Linked DNA regions of Zea mays: region 1 is linked to region 2. Evidence: chromatin contacts called from public Hi-C data. All regions are on one chromosome and are shown on one strand. Each heading gives the region's core, a stretch centred on a gene start, on an enhancer-like site or on the middle of the called end of the contact. The rest is flanking DNA. Distances are from core to core; before and after follow the strand shown.

Region 1 (5,958 bases), core at 2,712-5,211, 85 kb after region 2:
TTAGTCCTCTTTAGAAAAACAAATGTTTTGTTTTTAACAAAAGGTAATGCTTCACAATGGATGGGATGTTTTCAAAACAAAACTTGATGGTGAATCCATCATGGCCATGATGGGTTCAACATCGAAAAAGATGTACCTCTGTCAGGTACCAAACTTTGGGTTGAAATGATAAAGCTGAGACCGGGCGGGTGACTTGCACAAGAAGAGAGTCTCAGTGTAGTGTCTCCGTCTGAGTCGCTTAAGGACCGTGTCGATGTGGGCCTGCTGACCGATGACCCTTTAACTGGTCACATGCCTCATCATAGGTAAGCTTTGCCTCGGGCAGAATAATACCAGAATAGGACAACACGCAATGGGAGTGGAGAGATGGCGAGAGTAGCGTGTACCCTCCGTGGCAAGAGGCTGGACGGTGGTGTATCTGTGCTCTCGGTTGGCGTGAACCCGGTCTGGTCTTAAGAACCCCGGTGGCGAGTTGACATATGCAAGGGTTAAGTGCTACATATGTCGTGTGATTAAAGATCCTCAACTGAGTATTAATCGATTCGGATCGCCGTTACTTCTCGGACATGAAGACTTGGTCACTGACTTACACGTAGCATTCCCATGAACTTAAAGGGATGATAAAAGGATGGCTAGTATAGGCCAAGTGCTTGAATTAGGGTAGAAAGAACTCTAGATTCAGGTAATGACTTAACTTGCTAATAAAACTGGATTTTTAAGGATCCACCATTATTAAGCATTTTTGCAAACAAAGTCTTGATTCTTGATTCAGCCTTACCTTGACTCCCTCAAGCCAGCATATCCTTAAGAGTCTTTTATTTTGACGGGTAAGACTTACGAAAGTACACTTCGTATTCAGGGTTTTCAAACCCATGTTGTTGTAGGTGAGGAAGCAGCAAACTTTTGTTGCTTTTGCTCTAAGGTGGTGCCAAAGGAAGAATCTCAAGAGTGAAGCCTCGGGAGGATGTTGTCCTCCTTTTAAAAACATTATACTTTTATGCGGGAGGAGTTTTTGCCTCTCGAGTTTGTAATAATAATACTTATGCACTCATATACCGATGGTCTGTAATAATAACACTCTTATTCGTTCCTCCGATGTGTTGTAATATCTGTGTGACGAGTGAAACGCTCTTGGGAAAGGTAAAGGATACAGATACCAAACTTGTCGAGTGATCAGGTGCATCTACAGGATTGTCCGGGGTCCGCTAGACAAGGACAACTGTAGGTGGGTCTAATGACTTGGGAGATTCCGTCACACGGGGGCTACTATTGGGACAAGGGTCGACCTAGACCTCGATCACTCTTAAACAACCAAGAAGCTACTTGATCACGTGCAGGTCTTGGAGTGGCCCCTCACCAGGAAGCTACATGATTGACAAAGGCAGTTGGGGGCTGATCAACAGCGAAGGATTATTGACCCGAGCAGGCAGCGAACAGGGCACAAACACAATCGACACTGATCCCTCGCCATCGTAGAACTTCGTCAGGAACCCGTGCGAAGACTACAAGGGCGAAGAGGGGCGCATGACTCGACCCGTGGTGCGTCGGCCCCTGTTACAGATTGGGACGTGCTGGCCCACCTGCCAGCCTCCATCGAGGGTGTATTTATGCGGTGTAACAAGTGGAGCTAAACTGTCCTGTAATTACCCTGTTGTACAATATATTCAGGGAATGTAGTAGGTACCTAAGGGTATGAGCGTATTTTAGTTTCTAAGGCATTGGTTACTCTTTAAATACCCTCGCCCCGTTCACGTACGTGACACACTTGACAAGACATTTGAGCCCTGAGCCATCAGTTTTGTCGTGTTATTCGTTTCACCTACTCCCAAGTGCTGAAGCCCACGTGTCAGATCTCAACAGCTAGTCTACCTAAGCTTTTAAAATCTATCGATACAAACAATGCTTTTACTTTAGCTCCTACAATCTATAGCTTGCACCAATTCAGCTTTTGAAACCTAGCTTTCGAAATCTACTATGTATTTGGGCAGTGTTTGTTTAGGTAGGAGTTCATATGATCGGATAAAATTGGTCTGTCGTAGATCCAAACGCTTCGCGTTTTATGTATTGGATCTTGTGCTGCTTCACAGAATCTCAATTATCAACTTTACTTTGGGTTTTTGTGCCTCATTCTCAGTATCTCATTCTATTATCTCATTTTTATCCAAACGGGTCCTGATTTTTGTATTGGATTGTGTGCTAAAATCTTACAATCCCTTCATAAATTGTTAATGGGATATGTCTTGGATTTTGCGCAGTATCCAACTTCTTAAAAAAATCTATAGGTAATCAAACACCACAATAAATCAAGAGTTAGACTGTCTCTAACAGTTATCTTATCTCATTTTATATTTCAAACTTTAATTTTATCAATATTATAATCTATAGTATAAATTCTCTATTCTACGGTAGAAAGTTTAGAATCACCGTGGCTTATCCAAAAGCTACCTAGTAAGCTTTTTTGGGGGGCGGGGAGATTCAGTGGATCCAGCGGTGAGATGTAGGGTCCTTTAGACAAGTGCGGCAAATATATGATAATACGTGGTACCATAGGCGTCAGGCCTCCATACTTCTCGGCGGTTGGTCGAGCACCCGAGCGTCAGAGAACAAAAAGATCCAAGATTCAGCTCCTGTTCATGTAGAGGTACGGCACGCAGTTTGGGTCGGTTGCCGTCTCGGGATTCCCGCTACTGCCGCGGCCTGAGCTACGAGAGATGGACACTGTACTGGGCTGGTTGGTCGAGCACACGGACAAGCTCAGCAATCAGTGGTCAGCGCACGCTTCTCCCTCCCCCGTCAGACCAATCAGGCACCAGGCATCAGCACCAGGTGAGGCGAGGCCCTAATCTAGAGATGGCAATGGGGACCCGATCCCCGATTCCCCGCGGGGAATTCCTCTATTAGGGGACGGGGATGGAGAAATTTCTTCCCCCACGGGGATGTAAACGGGGAAAATTTCTCCCCCGACGGGTAAACGGGGATGGGGATGGGGAAGCATTCCCCATCCCCGTTCCCCGCGGGGACCCGTTAAACTTACATGTGACGATGTTTTCATATAATAGTTAATGATACAAAATAAATAATTATCTTGCCAAGAGATCACTAGTTGTACAAATGCGTTCATTTTAATGTACACATAATGATTTTTACATCTAACAATGTGTATAAGTGAAAATGTTTTACATTAATAACAAATTAAGTATGATCTAATTATAATTTAAGCGGGGACGGGGATCCCCGATGGGGATTTATCCCCGCGGGTAACGGGGATGGGGAAGAAATGTCCCCCGCAAGCGTTCGTGGGGATCCCCGCGGGGAAGTTTTTTCGTCGTGGGGACGGGGATGGGGAGCCAAAACCCGACGGGGAATTCCCCGTTGCCATCTCTACCCTAATCTGACAGAAATGCTGCCTGCCGTGCCGCAGGCCCAGCACGCAGTATCGCCGAGCCGGATTGGGTTGCGCCTTGCGCGCGCCGAACGGCCGAAGCGAGAGCATGGTGTTCCAGACGCTTCCGGCGTGGCGGCGGCCACCCGGCCGGCGCAGGGGCGCGGCACGTCGCGACTCGCTCGAGTGGGACCGTGAACCGCGTCCAGCTCTGAGCCTGAGCCCTGAGCCTGAGCCTGAGCCAAGCCAACAAAGGCGCTGCGCACCGGGCTGACACGCGGGGCCCTCGTCCCGCCCGGCTCGGCCCACGAACCGCCCGCCCGCCCGCTCTCCGCAGTCTGCATGCCGGTCGCGGGGGCGCCCGGCCTCCGCGTGTCCCCCGAGCGCCTGCTGCGTGGAGGTGAGCCCGGGCGGCGCGAGCCTCTCCGACACGTGGCGGCCGCGCACGGGCGAGGCGGGCTCCACAGGGCGCGACGGGGGTGGCCGCCTGCCCGCGAGGCGGCGCGGGAGATATTTAAATTCTGGCTTTCCCTTGGGGCACTTGGCACCGCTCCTCCGCCGTTCAACCCTCTTCTCGCCTGATCGCCTCCCGCACGTACCTCTCTATATTTGTTTCTCCCATCCATGCGAAGCTCCGGCATCTAGCTAGCAGGTCGCTCGATCGCCATGTCCGACGATAGCGACGGCCAGCGGCAATGCCGCCGGGGCGTCACCGTCGACGTCGAGCTCGGCGCCGCCATGGCGCTTGCCGACATGGCCGGGGTCGCCGGACCGGGCGGCGAACAGCCGCCGCCCGTGCGGCGCGCTACTCCCGCTCCTTCTGCTCACCAGGTGAATGATTACAACCGCCGTCGCCGTCACCGTCGCAGCGCTTTGCTTGCTCTATTAAGATTTAATCGTAACTCCTAACTAACGTACGAATAACTCTCCACGACCGGCGACCAGGAGGACGAGGCGAGCACGCGGCTGAGCCTGGAGCTAGGGGAGGTGAGCATCCAGGCCTCCCCGTGCTCCAGCAGCTCCAGCTTTGGCGGGCACCCGCCGCCGCCGCCGTCCCACCAGGCGGCGTACCAGCAGCCCGCCGTACCGGAGCCAGCGACGACTGGCTACGGACCCCGGCCCCGGCACGCGGTCACCGAGGTATGTAAGTAAGTACCTAGCTGCTCGCCCGTGCTTCGCGGCCGGCACAATCGCGCGCGACTCCGTAACCGACCGCCGTCTTCACCACCGTGCGTGACAGGCCGAGAAGGAGGCGAAGCGGCTGCGGCGCGTGCTGGCCAACCGCGAGTCCGCCCGCCAGACCATCCTCCGCCGCCAGGCCATCCGGGACGAGCTCGCCAGGAAGGTCGCCGACCTGTCGTCGCAGAACGAGAGCATGAAGAAGGTAGGTACCACCGCACCTTGCTCGGCGGCGGCGGCATCTGGTGTAATGTCGTCTTCACGTACGCCGCTCTTTCGATCGAGTTGCACTGATGAGCCGACGGCCACGGTGCAGGAGAAGGACGTGGTCATGGAGGAGTACCTGTCGCTCAAGGAGGCGAACAAGCAGCTCAAAGAAGAGGCACATCGCTTTCCTACCTTTCATGCTCGATCTATACTTGAATAAAATCTCTGCGTAATCCTGTACTTGACTCGGCAGATGACGTAGCATCACTCACCTGGTTTACTACGATTATAGTAACGATGTTGCCATTGTTAGGCAGACAACCTCTCTACTTGTTCCCCTCAAACGAGGACACATGTGCGCATGACTTGCACTGCACTTTTTCGCCTTTCCTGTTTCTGCCCACCACTACCAGTGCTCTACTCATGCCGTACACCTGGCTCCTGCTGCTAGTCGTGTTCGAATTGCATGTTCTTGTGCAGAGGCGTGCGTGAGGACTGAGGACACGTCGGTGGATTTCATCGCTTTCTCCGACTGGTCTTGGCGCCGTCAACACAAGCTAATAACACGGACGTGTGCTCATTCAATTCTCCGCGCGCAGGTGGCGAAGACGTCCAGGAAGCCGGCGATGCCAGCGCAGCAGCAGGCGGCAGAATCCTTGGTGCCGGCGCCGCCGCGGCCGGGGTTCCTGTACTCAGCGGCACCGCCGGCACCAGTGCCGGTGCCCTATGTCTGGGGCTCCTGGCCGCCCAGCGCCGCCGCCGGGAGCGAGCAGCACGGCAGCCCGCCGCCGCTCTGCCTGCAGCCCTGCGCGTGGTACTACCCGGCCGTAGCGGACCCGCGCGGGTCGCCATCGTCCGCGCACGCGCAGCAGCCGCCGGCGTTCCAGGACCCGCGCGCCGCAACGGGCGAGGAGGACACGGACGACGACCCGTGCTCGCTCACGCTCGGCCTCGAGGTCGACAAGCGGAGCGCGCCCGTCGGTATCGTCGCGGGCCCGGCCTCCGGCTCCGGCTCCGGCGGCGGGGGAGCGCAGAGCGACAGGGACAGGGCGGCGCAGGCGAGGAGGCGGAGGAGGGACCTTACCAAGCTCAAGCACACGCACGCCGCCGCCCGCCCCGGCTCCTCCGAGCAGTGGTAGGCGCGGCAAAAAGCTTGGACAGGCATTGCGGGCATGCACGGCATCGCGGTG
Region 2 (5,896 bases), core at 1,268-3,767:
CCGACGTCGCCAGAATTCTTCGCCGCCACCGTGGATCCACCTCGTGCCGCTGTCGGACACCCCTGCAAAGCTAATCACCGGTGAGAACCAATCCCCTGGATTACCCATTTACTACATAGCACTGCGCACCGGTTAGGATCGAGCTCTAGTCGTTGTGGCGTCATGGCGCCACGCACCGGCAATGGCACCACCGTGGGAGGCCCTACGCCGCCGTGTTTCGGCGTCGGGGAGTGTAGGGCGTGCGGGGGGGCGTTGGATGCATCAGGGACGGTCCGGATTCGACTCCGAGCATATCGCTTCGGGCCATGGTCGGGAGCCGTTGATCTGTCAACGCACGCCCAAGATCAGAGGAGGATAACATCATTTCATTTAATTAAATCAGCGCCATTGATTTCAAATCCAACGCATAGCATCGCATACCGATTCGAATGAGAACTTGATTTAATCTGGACGCTCGGTATGGATCCAACGGACTGTGATCGCCGATACCCTTTCAGCCATGACGTTTTCAGAGGAACCCCTAGAGTTATCAGAAATAAACCCACCGTCCATATCAGGGGCGCTCTGTGTCTTAGGAACATTTTCGTAACAGCCCCTGGACTTTGGTTTAATCTTGCGCCCAGTCCAGGAGATAGAAAATCAAGGGGAAAAGTAAATAGAGACTAGTCAATCCTTAGGTTTCAATAATGTAATGCGGGACAATGAATTATAGAGTAAGTAGGACATAATAGGTTAGAGGACACTTGCCTTCACGAGATTGTTGCTCAGGGAGATCTTCGGCAACACACACATGAACCAAGGGCTACTCGTTGTTTAAATAAAGCGATCATACATTCAATACATTTGGTAAATGACAAATAAACAACACATTAATCATGTACAAACATTGGAACACATCTCAAAAGGAAAAGTATGAACTCAAAAGGGAGTTTAAATTATAGGGTGAACTAATCTCATTTAGCAGTTGATTATTCTTTAAGTGTTGTCTATCTCCATGGTTACATAACCTAATTCTACTTGTTTTAATGAGATATCTAATTCAAACCAGAGATAAGTTCATACATCACATATTATTATCATCTTCGCAATATTAAGCATATATTTTACCACTAGGGTTTCCTTTTTATTTATTTTATTAAGTGAATAAATCAACACATACACTAACCTATAGTTAGACACAAAATTAGAGTGTACATACTGTAAATGAACATAATTTATTTGAACAGAGAATATTGCTACGAACATTTTGCAATTTGAATCACTAAATTTGGAGTTCATATGAAAAAGATATGAAATAAACAAGTTTTGAAGTTTGAAATGTGAAAAATAGGTCCAATTATGTAATTATTTAAAAGTGCAGGGCTCTGTTTATAAGAGTTCAGGGGCCTACGCGTAAAGTCTAAGGACGACGGGTTCTATTACCCGAGAACTCAGGGTCTCTTTAGTAAAAATCACACGCGAAGGGGTACGGGTTGTTCTCGGCCATCGGATCAGCGAGCAACGGCCCCGATTAGATCTGGCCGAGCAGACGCGCGCGCGAACGCGAGCGCGGGCTGACCAGCGGGCCAGGGGTGTCAGCTGCCTAGGGCGAGACGGCCTAACCGACAGGCCCCATCTGCAGGGCGCGGGTGAGATAGAGTGAGAGGAGGGCGGTCAGATCTGGATCGGGCGGTCGGGATTAGATCTGGCTTAATTGAAATCGGGTCGTCCGATTAGGGTTGGGCGGACAGGATGCGCCAAAATGCGTAACCGTTAGGAAGGAATATTCGGACCAAGGTCCAAACAGCCACGGCCCGACCCGGCCAGCGGCGCGCGTGTGGCAGTTCTTTATCCTTTTCTCAGTTTTTCGATAGATGCACCAATGATCCACTTATTTAAGTTGAATGAATTGTCTCTTGAACTTCCGGTATGGTACTACAGTACTAGTACACCGTAATATTAAATTGAACCTCTGTCATTGATTATTATTGAATATTAACCTGAGTCAATATTAACCTGAGTCAGGCCCAATAATAATAGACATATAAATATCTAACATGATAGCTACTAAAGTTTAGGCCCTATGATCAAACAACGCGAACGCGGCAGAGCGTTAGTTATCTGCCATGCATGAAATTCTGAGCGCAACATGGATCGCCGGCATGGCGTGATGGCGTATTGGCGTAGCATAGTCGAACTCGTAGCTTGTGCTGGTTGCAGGTACAAGCCGGCTAGTGTATGCCGACTGTGCCTGCCGATTGCCGCCTGAATAGTCATCTCATGCAGTCACGCTCGTATGGCACGCCGGAATATCGACCAGTCAGGCAGTCAGCCCCAGTGCTGCAGAAATCTGGTGTCTGTCTGAACACTGCTTTGCTTGGAAGATGACACGCGACCACAACCCGTGACCATGATTGATGAGTGAGAGTGTCATGATAAAATGAAAAGATACCACCGAAAATTATAGCTGTCCGTTAATGTTACTTGGTCTACATGTCATACACATAAAATTATTCTCTATATATTATTCAGTGCCAGGAGATTTTTCCCAATAAAAGCCTCGCTCGCTTCGCTCGACTCCAATGAGAACCCAGATACGCATGGCGGCATGCATGCAAAACGACGAGTACCCCGCAGCGTGTACTTAGGACCGTGTACAATCTTAGATAGTAAGTTGGGGTTATCTAAATATTAGATACATATAAGAAACTCGTTCATATAAATCAATATATCTAAGCATTATATCTTAATTATTGGAACCTCTCAAGTTATGAGTTTAACTATATCCAGACTTAGATAATCATGCTAGAAACGTTCCTTTGTCAAGAACTCAAGATACATCTCTTATGTTGCTTTACGCTTAAATCCTTAGATATTTCTTAAGATATAGGTTACTTAAATGGGTTGTATATGCCGTTAGCTTCAATATGTGGCGGAAACAAGGCATGTCATGCGTGTATCCTGTTCCTATCCGCGGCACGGGCTTATGCATGCTAGCTCTAGTAGAGACAGCAATGGCCCTGATCCTCGATTCTCCTCGAGGAATTAATTCATTAGAGGATGAGGATGGATTAGGAGATGGGGATAGGGAAGATTCTCCTCATACGGGGATGTAAACGAGAAAAACCCTCCCTGCGATTAAACGGGGACAGAGATGAGGAAGCATTCTTCATTCTCGTTTCTCACGGGAACCCGTTAAACTTAAATATAATTATATTTTCATGTAATGTATAGTGATAAAATAAATAATTATCTTGTCAAGATATCATTCATTATATAAATGTGTTAATTTTATGTACACATAATAATTTGTAACATCTGATAATTTGTATAAGCGATAATGTTATATTAATAATAAAAAAGTATGTCATAATCTCTACAAATATTAAGAGCCATGTGTAGACTGCCCCCGCTCGCCACTGCCTCCCGCGGATCCTGCGCGCGCACGGCTAACTACCCCTCCGAGGATCTAGCCGTCCGGCAAACAACCGCCGTCGCGGATCCCCTACCTCCCTATCGCTACCTCCCGCGGACCGCGCCCGCCCCCACCCAGCCGCGATTCCCCACCCACCTCCCGCGGGTCGCGCACGTCGCGCCCGCCCGGCCTCCCGCCGCGATTCCCCGCCGTGATTGCCGCTCCCTACGCGCGCGGTTGCCGCTCGCACACTGTCATGCCGCTCCCTGCGCGCGCACGGCTAACTACCCCCGCCGAGGATGCAGCCGCCCGGCAAACAACCGCCACCGAGGATCCCCTACCTCCCGCGGACGTCCACCGGCTCGCAGCACAATGCTGGTGTGAGGGCGGATGTGGTCAGGCTTGGGAGCGGAGAAGGAGCCGACTATTGGTCCGTGTCCATGCGTGAGCTCGGCGTATGGTCGGTGGCGCTCGGTGGTGTTCATAGTGCGCCACCGCCATGGGCTGCGTCGCGTCCAAGAACACCGTCTCGGTGACGCCGGCGGCCGACTCATCCGGCGGGCTCAGGGACCGGAGCCAGCCGCGCGCCCAGGGGTCTGTTGCCCCGTTGCCGGTGCCGTGCCTTCCCTGTGCAGCTCGTCGTCCACGGCGAGGAGGCTAGAGAAGGTCAAGGACGAAGCCGAGGAGGCAGGGAAGGCCATCGTCGCCGTGGCGGCCGCGTCCTGGAGCTTCCGGCTGCGGAGCCTGCGGAAGAGCCTCGAGGGCGAGCAGGTGGCTGCCGGGTGGCCGCCGTGGCTCAGCGCCGTCGCCGGGGAGGCCATCCAGGGGTGGATCCCACTCAAGGTCGACTCTTTCGAGAAGCTAGAGAAGGTATTGTGGAGCTTTCGGCTGAGGTTTCCTAGGCCACTCATTTCAGTTGGGTTCCGTGACTGATTCAATTCAATTCAATAGCTCGCGGGTCATTTTCCATGGCAAAATTTTGCTTGCGTGTGGAATTTAGAAGGATGATGGTTGTTGAGAATGTAATTTGGTCTAACTGCTTGGTATCTTTCCGGAGCAAGAAGCCTATCTTTGGTCTGTCTCAGATATGTGATCCCAACTGCTGCTGAACACGGTTGGCTAAAGGAAGAACCAATGAAAGACCTTTCAAACGATTTTTTTCTCACTCTTTTTATTACACAAAGTGACAGCATTGCTGATGCTTGTGCTGGAGTAGCCTGAATATGTCTTTCAGGAAAGCATTTTCAGGAAAGCAGCTCAATGAAGCTTCATTACGTATCTGTTAGAAATCCGTTACTGTTGTACCCTTCGTCGTTCTTCACGTTATGTAATATAGACGAATCGTACTGCAAAAAGCGCAGGTTTTGGAGCAGTTGAAATGATGAACACTTTTTTTGTTTTCCATGTGTATTAGCAGCTGTCGGTGTTTAATTTATTTAAATTAGATGATAGTGGATTTGAGAGCCGGCGGTTGTCGTTCCGAAAGCAGGAAACAACAGGGTTATTAGTAGTAATCAAGCCTGTGTGTACGAGTTGATCCGTCCAATTGGTTGTGCTGAGGTGATCAAGTTCGTCTTGTTCGTTGAGGTGGAGTATTTTTATGCTAATGATGATGACTACCAGGATGTGTACTTTGTTGCTTGCGGACTTTTTTGTTTCAATTATTGGTTTTTACCATGCGTATGAAAAGGAGGACAGTTTTGTATTACTATTCGATGAACTTGTTCATCTGACAAGTGCTGTAATGGCTTGTAGAAAAACAAGATGCTTATCGGTTTTTACTACGTATCTGTTTCCGATGAAATCATAATCTTGACTGGTTGTTATTTAGCTTATGTTCGATTCAACTGCTGATTGTCCTCATCACATTGAGCATGTTATTGTTTCTTCATGTAAATTGATTTCCACACACCAAACTGTTTTGAGTAGCATACATGAGCACTTGTCGCTCAAATGTAGTAGTATGGAACTAATCGTATCTGTATTATTTACTTTTTCTTGTGAACAGGCGGCAGGTCCAGACTACCTCTAGAGCTACCAGATCCCTAAGTACTCTGACAAGGGCCGTTAGACGAGGTTAGCTTGATGCTTTGGCATGTTAGTCTGTAAAAGAATCTTCACTGCGGCTACTAATACTGTCAAACCTTATACAGGTGGAGAGAGCACTGGAATAGATGCCAATGGAAATTCCTATGATCTGAGCACAAAGTTGCTCCATTTGGCCTGACACCTATCTGAAAATCTAATTGCTTGTGCTGCAGCCAATAGCTTGTACATGTACTACGCATAAACAAGTGAAATGAACAGAGCAACAATTTTTTTTGTTGGTTGCTCCCCACAAGTGTAAGATGAACAAGCACAAGCTCCGCAAGTTCGAGAACCAAACACTTCCATCCAAGTATGATCTGATGTGCAAGCAAAGGATCTGAGAGACATGGAACCAAGTTCATACAGCTCGGTACTCAATAAACAGAATCAACTTCTGAACCAACACGGCTTGTG

What was found. A called contact is a pair of places that touch in the nucleus more often than the background predicts.
Region 1: a contact with region 2 is called in a Hi-C map of leaf, with 5 times the contacts expected there. The contact joins the promoter of LOC103647074 here to the enhancer-like site in region 2. A contact is called at or near these places in 4 of 25 Hi-C or Micro-C datasets (bundle sheath, ear, leaf and 1 more).

The regions. Positions count from the first base shown.
Region 1 is chr2:147,425,147-147,431,104 of Zm-B73-REFERENCE-NAM-5.0, forward strand. LOC103647074 (G-box-binding factor 1) reads left to right here and starts at 3,962. Exons shown (of 4, transcript XM_020549333.2): 1 at 3,962-4,213; 2 at 4,328-4,522; 3 at 4,623-4,766; 4 at 4,878-5,089. The coding sequence starts at 4,049. The coding sequence ends at 4,988.
Region 2 is chr2:147,341,319-147,347,214 of Zm-B73-REFERENCE-NAM-5.0, forward strand. LOC109944559 (a long non-coding RNA gene) reads left to right here and starts at 5,396. Exons shown (of 2, transcript XR_002267640.1): 1 at 5,396-5,470; 2 at 5,548-5,613. Within about 2 kb of position 2,518, at least 6 of the 20 cell types and tissues checked have an H3K27ac peak or open chromatin away from gene starts, as enhancers often do. A contact at or near this core is called in bundle sheath, leaf and tassel, where this site is marked.